Linked DNA regions of Cyprinus carpio: region 2 is linked to region 1. The links are chromatin contacts, called in public Hi-C maps. All regions are on one chromosome and are shown on one strand. The core of a region is the stretch at or near the end of the contact, and the rest is flanking DNA. Distances in the headings are between cores, read along the strand shown.

What was found. Hi-C and Micro-C count contacts between places; a contact is called where the count stands out from the background.
Region 2: a contact with region 1 is called in a Hi-C map of liver, with 7 times the contacts expected there. The contact joins the enhancer-like site here to the promoter of ssbp4 in region 1. A contact is called at or near these places in 8 of 8 Hi-C or Micro-C datasets (liver, red blood cells and skeletal muscle).

Annotation. Positions count from the first base shown.
Region 1 is chrB22:25,210,540-25,213,855 of ASM1834038v1, reverse strand. ssbp4 (single-stranded DNA-binding protein 4) reads left to right here and starts at 1,805. Exons shown (of 17, transcript XM_042749552.1): 1 at 1,805-1,992. The coding sequence starts at 1,937.
Region 2 is chrB22:25,249,057-25,252,372 of ASM1834038v1, reverse strand. No RefSeq gene overlaps it. Among protein-coding and RNA genes, the nearest start is that of tmem59l, 21 kb to the left of the region's middle. Within about 2 kb of position 1,567, at least 8 of the 8 cell types and tissues checked have an H3K27ac peak or open chromatin away from gene starts, as enhancers often do. A contact at or near this core is called in liver and skeletal muscle, where this site is marked.

The DNA of each region.
Region 1 (3,316 bases), core at 556-3,055:
ATGTAAACTAAAATACATTGGGTTTAATAAGAGGACATAGTCTGTTTTTATAAGAACTGGAAACCCCCAAAATTGGCATAAATTCTTTAAAAAGATCTTTGTGTTTAAATCTCTGACTTTGCTACACTGGCATCTTTAAGAAGAGTTAGAGACACTGTTGAGATCTGGATTGGAGAAGACACTAGTGTATAGGAAAAACCTCCATTTGCTCTCCATTTAGTCTTTTGGCTGTCCAAAAATCGTTTTTCCAAAAACAAGTCTTTGGTTAATCTTCGAAACACAAATTCAGACTTTAGTGAAACCTGAGAGGTTTCTGTCCGTCATCTTATCGTTTTATTAGTGGGTATAAAAAGGTCATAAAGGCGTTGTAAAACAAATCTGTATAAACTGAGCTTGTGAAGAGATACAATTGCTTTCTATGATGAACAGATTTAATTTAGGTATTAGATATTTACTGTGCTCTATATATGTTTGTTTGCATGTGAATGAAAGCTCAAATTAAACCAGTTTATCATATTACACAATTGTATCTCAACACAGTATTTGGATTAAACCCTTTGATTCATATGGATTTTTGGGTGAACTATCCCTTTAACTTGTAATGATTAATAGATCTTAGTCAGAGTGCCATATGAAATGAAAACAAGGCTGTGAGCAACAGAAATACAGTGCGTTCATTGGATTGTACTGTTATTTAACAAAATAGGCTTAGTTGTTCAGCTGACGAAATGTCTTTCTGGAAAAAAAAAACTTTCAGCAGACAAAAAAACTCCATAAAACATTTGTTGTGAGTTATGAAAATTACATGATCTTGGAGCTTTATACAGTGTGTTGCGTTGTAAAGACTGCAGTCGATCCTTCACAGCCTCATTTTCATCCGCGTTAAATTCAATATGGTGACTACCCTGGGGTGCATTTCCCAAAAACATTGTTAGCTTACTATGGTCGTTAGTTCCATTGAACTATATTGGTAAGAACAGACCTTGCGACCATAGTTGCTTTTGGGAAACGCACCCCAGATTAAGGTCTGTTGTTCACTATACTGATAAAGTAAACTAAAGAAAAGCTAATGATTAAATCATAAATGTAAAATGAAAACATTTTTTTTTGAAGATCAAAACAATCAAGAAGAAATCTTTTGTTTGTTTACTTGCATATGAATGTGACCATTAACCGACATCAGAGAACTGTTAAGATGCAAATGTGTTGTTGAATTATGTGAATATGTAATCCATAAAAAGTAATGGCGTTCTAATTATGCTTTATAAAATGTAACATAATCCAATTTCAAGCAGGCTACTCAATTTTTGGATTCTGATTACAGCTCCGCTACAGCTCTTAAAAAGGTGTCATGTCCCTTTAAATATTGTGTATAGTTTGCGCACAAACACAATCTAAATGACAAAAAAAGATATCAGATAGCAATACTACAAACCAAACCGCATCATATTACAAAATTGTTAAACAAACCCTCAATTATATGACTGGACGTACAAAAAAATGTGGCAATAAAATGCCTCAGATTTCCAATCTCGGAACACAAGCGTAAATTCTTACTTTAAAAACGTTAAAAGTCATAAACGAAGGCCCGAGGCAATGTTAGCGTCTTTCCCATATCAGTCCCTGAGCCTAGTAAACACTGGAAGAGAGTGTGCGTTCCCCTTTAAGAGGCCCCCACCGTTCCCGACGCGGCGGGAGGCAGAGCGCATTCCTAGAACAGCGCGAGAGAGGGAAAAAAATCACCAGCGACCTGTTTCAAGTCCCCCCAATAGAAACTGTGCCTGATTTGTGGCCAATGTTGGAGATGTAAAAAAAAAGAGAGAGGAGGAGGGGGAGGGAAAACACTAAAGGGGGTAGCTATGGAGATAGAACGTTTTCCTGGCTGCTTTCTTTGACAGGTGTTGAGTGGGGTAAAAGTCTTAAAACAGAGTCCAGCATGTACGCCAAAGGTAAAGGAGCTGTCGTCCCTTCCGATAGTCAAGCGAGAGAAAAGTAAGTGAATCGCGCGCGCTTTAAAGAGTCTCGCTTTGCTTATTACGGACTCGCAACTTTCTAAAACTGCGCGTACTATTGTTTGAAGGTGTATTTAGTGCGAACTTGCGCTGTGGAGTGATCGTCCCGGAGTCTTCCTAACTTTATAGCCGCTTGTAGCACTTTAATGCTTTGAGTTGTCCGTGCATTTTCGATTTTATTTAAGTTTGGGTGCGCACGTCAACACTCGAAGCAGTGCATCTAGTCTGAGTGATGTTGCATGCTCGCATCTCTCATTTTAAAGCTTGTGTGTCTTTTGCATCAACGTTATATGCTGTTGTTCTTTTTTTTAATAGATATTTTGCTGCGTGCATTAAATGTTGTTTAAGAGTTTGGGTGGTTTTTAAACGCATTTTAAAGTCTTTTGGGTCTTTATCCGCCGTTAGTTTTTGTTTTGTTTTGTTTTATTTTTTTTTTTTTTGCGCTGTTTTTTTATCATCGCCTGTGCATTTGCACGTTTTGGCTTCAAAGCTAACTGATAAATAAGTTATTTTCGTAATTCCGACACATATTCCCCGATTATTTTAATATGTTGTGGTTTGTTGAAGCGCAAAGTACCTTTTTTTTTAACTAAAACTCGTGTTGCTTCAAGTTTTGCTGACTTTTCCACACTGCATACTGTAATATTTTATGGTAGTACATAACAATGTGATCTTTCCACTGTTGTGTACAATCTGTTGCCATAGAAGCAACCTTACAACCCTTAAATGTAATAAAGTGACCTGTAATATTCATAAATCTGTCTTATGGGGTCGAAGGTTACTGTGTCAGACTTGTAGACGATGATAAGACACTTAGTATGTGAGTCAGATGATTGTGGAGATGTAACACTGTTTCAGAGTTGTATATTGTTGTTAGAAGTTTAGTTTGTTGAGAAGACCCTGAATATGATGTATAGGAGATCAGCATCCAAGAGAAATTGCTCACAAGACCGTCTTTGTATGGAAGTTCTGGAAGAAAGTGCTGTTGTTGGTGGTTTTTCTGTTTTTTTTTGTCTCTGATGTTTTTTTTGACTTTGAAACTATTCATTTCAGTGTTATGCAGTGGTTTTTGTGTAAAAAGCTTCCCAAAAGTTTGCCACGTACCAGGTGTCTGCAACAGTTTGCGTACAAACAAGGTGTACACGTCCATTAATGGTCTGAAATGGTCAGTTAGGGGTCTGAAATGGTCAGCTAGTGGACATGCTCGAACGCAGGTTGTGAGAGGATGTAGACGGCTCCTCAAGTGTTGTTGCCACGGGCACCGCATTAACACCGCAGGTTACCGTTTCACGTGTTGTGACCAC
Region 2 (3,316 bases), core at 318-2,817, 39 kb before region 1:
TGTGGAGACTGTCTTTGGGCTAGAGGTCCGCTTCAACCATATACGACTTCCTTATCAGTCCCAGCCTGCTGGTAAAGTCAGCCTGCAGTGCACTGAAGAGCCAAACTCGCTGTCATACAGGGCCCTGTAGAAATGAACAGAATAATGAAAGACAGTGAGAGAAACTAAATGGTATGAATATGATATCGCCTGTTTTCCATAATCATCTCATGTATGCATAAGTAGGTGCTTTCTGGAAGGTTTTACGAATGTGGTCATTTATGGACCACCAAATATGCATACGGCATGACACTAAAATATCTGTGTATTTGTTTGACATCACTGTTGTACAGAGCAATAATCAAGAATAAAAAATAAAAATAAACAAAGAACATCTATATGCAAGAATTGCCAGCTCACATTTCACGCTACATCATCAGCTCAGACAGCAAAAATAATATACGGGGAAAAAATTACATGTCAGACAGTCTTGTATCAAAATACCTGTGCATTTTTCCATAAAAATGTGTGGATGCACATCCACATTTTTGTGTAATAACCAATCAGTCCACTCCATAATGAATTAAAACATGAGTAAATAAAGAAATAATCTCTCTTTAACAAAAAGCTTTGTGTGTGTGTATATATATATATATATATATATATATATATATATATATATATATATATATATATATATATATGATCTAAAAAGTATATTAAAAACATAAAAAAATGTTTATGGTATGACTTTGACGTCTGCCAATTTTTAGGATGAGCTAAAAAAAACAAAAAAACAAAGTACACATCAAATATCATCCTTTGCTTTTCATAAGTATGCATAATATATACATAATTCATGAGTTTGACGGCGCGTGACGTCACAAAGGAGTTGCGCGAGTAACACTTGACGTCTGTCAATCAAATTAACCAAGTGCATCAAACCCACGAGAACCTCGGGAGGAAAAGAAACCGTAATGTTTGCGTTCAGACTCCTTGACGCCCACGCGGTAAAAACATATCTAGCTTTCAAAACCCTGCCAGCAGACTGACCTAAAGAGAAACTTTAAGACTTAAAGAACGCAAAGAATGTTTTAATTTCCGCAACAGAACGAATGCGCGCGCAACGCCTGCTTCTCGCATTCTCAAACGTGCGTTAATGTTAGACATATTTAAACATCAGTGCATATGTCTCCTGGAGATGGAGTTGAGGAAACGGACAGCTTATCACACATCTTACACCCAGAGTTCAGCTCTGAGATACCCAACACGCCGCTCACCAAACTCGGCGCGCGGGCACGAGAGCACGGTTTCAAGCTCCCCTCTCTGTGAATTGATTCTACTATGAGCCTACCCGAATCGGAGCGACAAAACACCGAGGTATACGCACACAAATATAAACTTTTAATCGTTCAAACACCACCCTTACACTCACTCTAATCGATCAGATATGTATTTAAGAATAAGTTTCATGCGTATTTTCTTTCACAAAACAAATCCTGACGTAATTAACGCCGGTTTTCCCTCCGCATGTCTTTCTCCACACAGTCGCCCCCCCCTTCGTCGGAAATGGAACAGTCCACAATTTATTCCAGGGAAAGACTGACAGTTTTTTGGGTCATGAAGCAGCTGTTCAAGTCAGCAGCCGTTCCCCCCTCCGCTAGAATAAGAAATTAGTCCATTTTAAAGTAAATAACTAAACCCCGAAGCTGATAAGGGAGCGTTATAAAATACTGTGCCGTTCTGATTTTACGGAGAGAATGGACTTAGGATAAAGACGCAATAAATGTGAATGTTCACAATCCCGTCGTATTATGGAAATGTGAGATCTAAATATTTTGGAGGGGAACAATAGATGCTAAGGCCCAGACAATGAAATAGAGAGTTAGACTCTCATCAGCACAATAAAACAAACTGGATATGGATTAATTCTGGATATGACAGAGATTTTAAAGGTGCTTGACCTAAGAATTCCTATAATTTGCCGAATTGTTGACCTTTTGTATGCTATTATGTATGTAATAACATTTGTGGCGCCGTGTTTTTGTGAACCCCGTCATCTTTAACCCAGATGACTTTCATTTAACCTGGGCTGTTTTCTCGGAGGAGGCACGGGAGGCAGTGCTGGCTCAAAAAAACGAGAAGGAATAAACGATAAAATAATTGATGGTACAAAAAAATAAAACAAAACTCAATATGAGATCGAATAGTGGATGAAACGGACTCATCTTTATGAAGTAAAACTGTCCAACAGCGACACCGGTGGATGAAGGCAGCATCTCTCATTGTCCTCTCGTAGAGCAACTACTTGCAATCACAAGTAGTCGCTCTACGACTACTCTACGACTACAATTACAGCATTTTCACAACTGGCTGATCATGCTGTCAAAGCACACACAAACACAAAATTAACAATGTTAATCTGGATAAATCTGCCGATACCTGAATCTTGAATATCCTGTGCGGTCTGTAACGCTCAAAGACAAAGATTCATGAATAATTCAATGAGATTTATATAGAGTTGCATTTCTCATGGAAATGCTATTATGTTCTTATTTATCGCATTACTGCTATTTGTAAAATCTACAGCCCCAGTGTACAGTGGTGATGCACGGAGAGATTTCGTTTACTTATACGCCACGCGCCTCGTCTCTACATGACCCCGTCAGATATCTCATGGTACAATTCAGCGCATAGATAAAACCGCATCTCAGATTTCGCTGAAGATACTATATGCGTTTGATGTCAGATTTAGCTGCTGACTTTTACCCCCAGTCTGGCAGCGGATGTCAGCATGGTAAGTATTAACGCCTCGCTCCAATTCTATCTGTCCAGCATCACCAGTCAGCGAGCACCATACGTTCCTGCTCCAGCCTGTAATGAAGATCATATGTTTAGCTGGTGCTGTAACCCAACACGAGACGTCCACATAAAATAAAAGCTGCTGCCAGCAGTGGGGCCTACAGGATCTGTCCCGCTCCGGGAGAATGAAACCATATCTCTATAGGCCTGCAACGCAGGCTGTAAAAAGTAAAGAGGGCCCCCGTCCCCAACGAAAAAACCCAATCCAACCAGGCTGGGATGAGTTCACATTTGCTTTGTCAAGAGTGGAGATATGGGCAAGAGGTCCTATGACATTTTGACATTTTTGCATAGAAGAACATCCCGCAAAAGCCACCAATTTTTGAATGTCCGTCAATGTACAAAGAGGCCTTTGAAGAGTCTGTATTGTTGTTGTATTTGAATGGTTGTGTTTTTTATTTTTTGATTTGATCTGATATGGCTTATAAGAGTCATTCGTTCAGGAATCTGTTTTGTGTTGTATATTCAGTAGCGA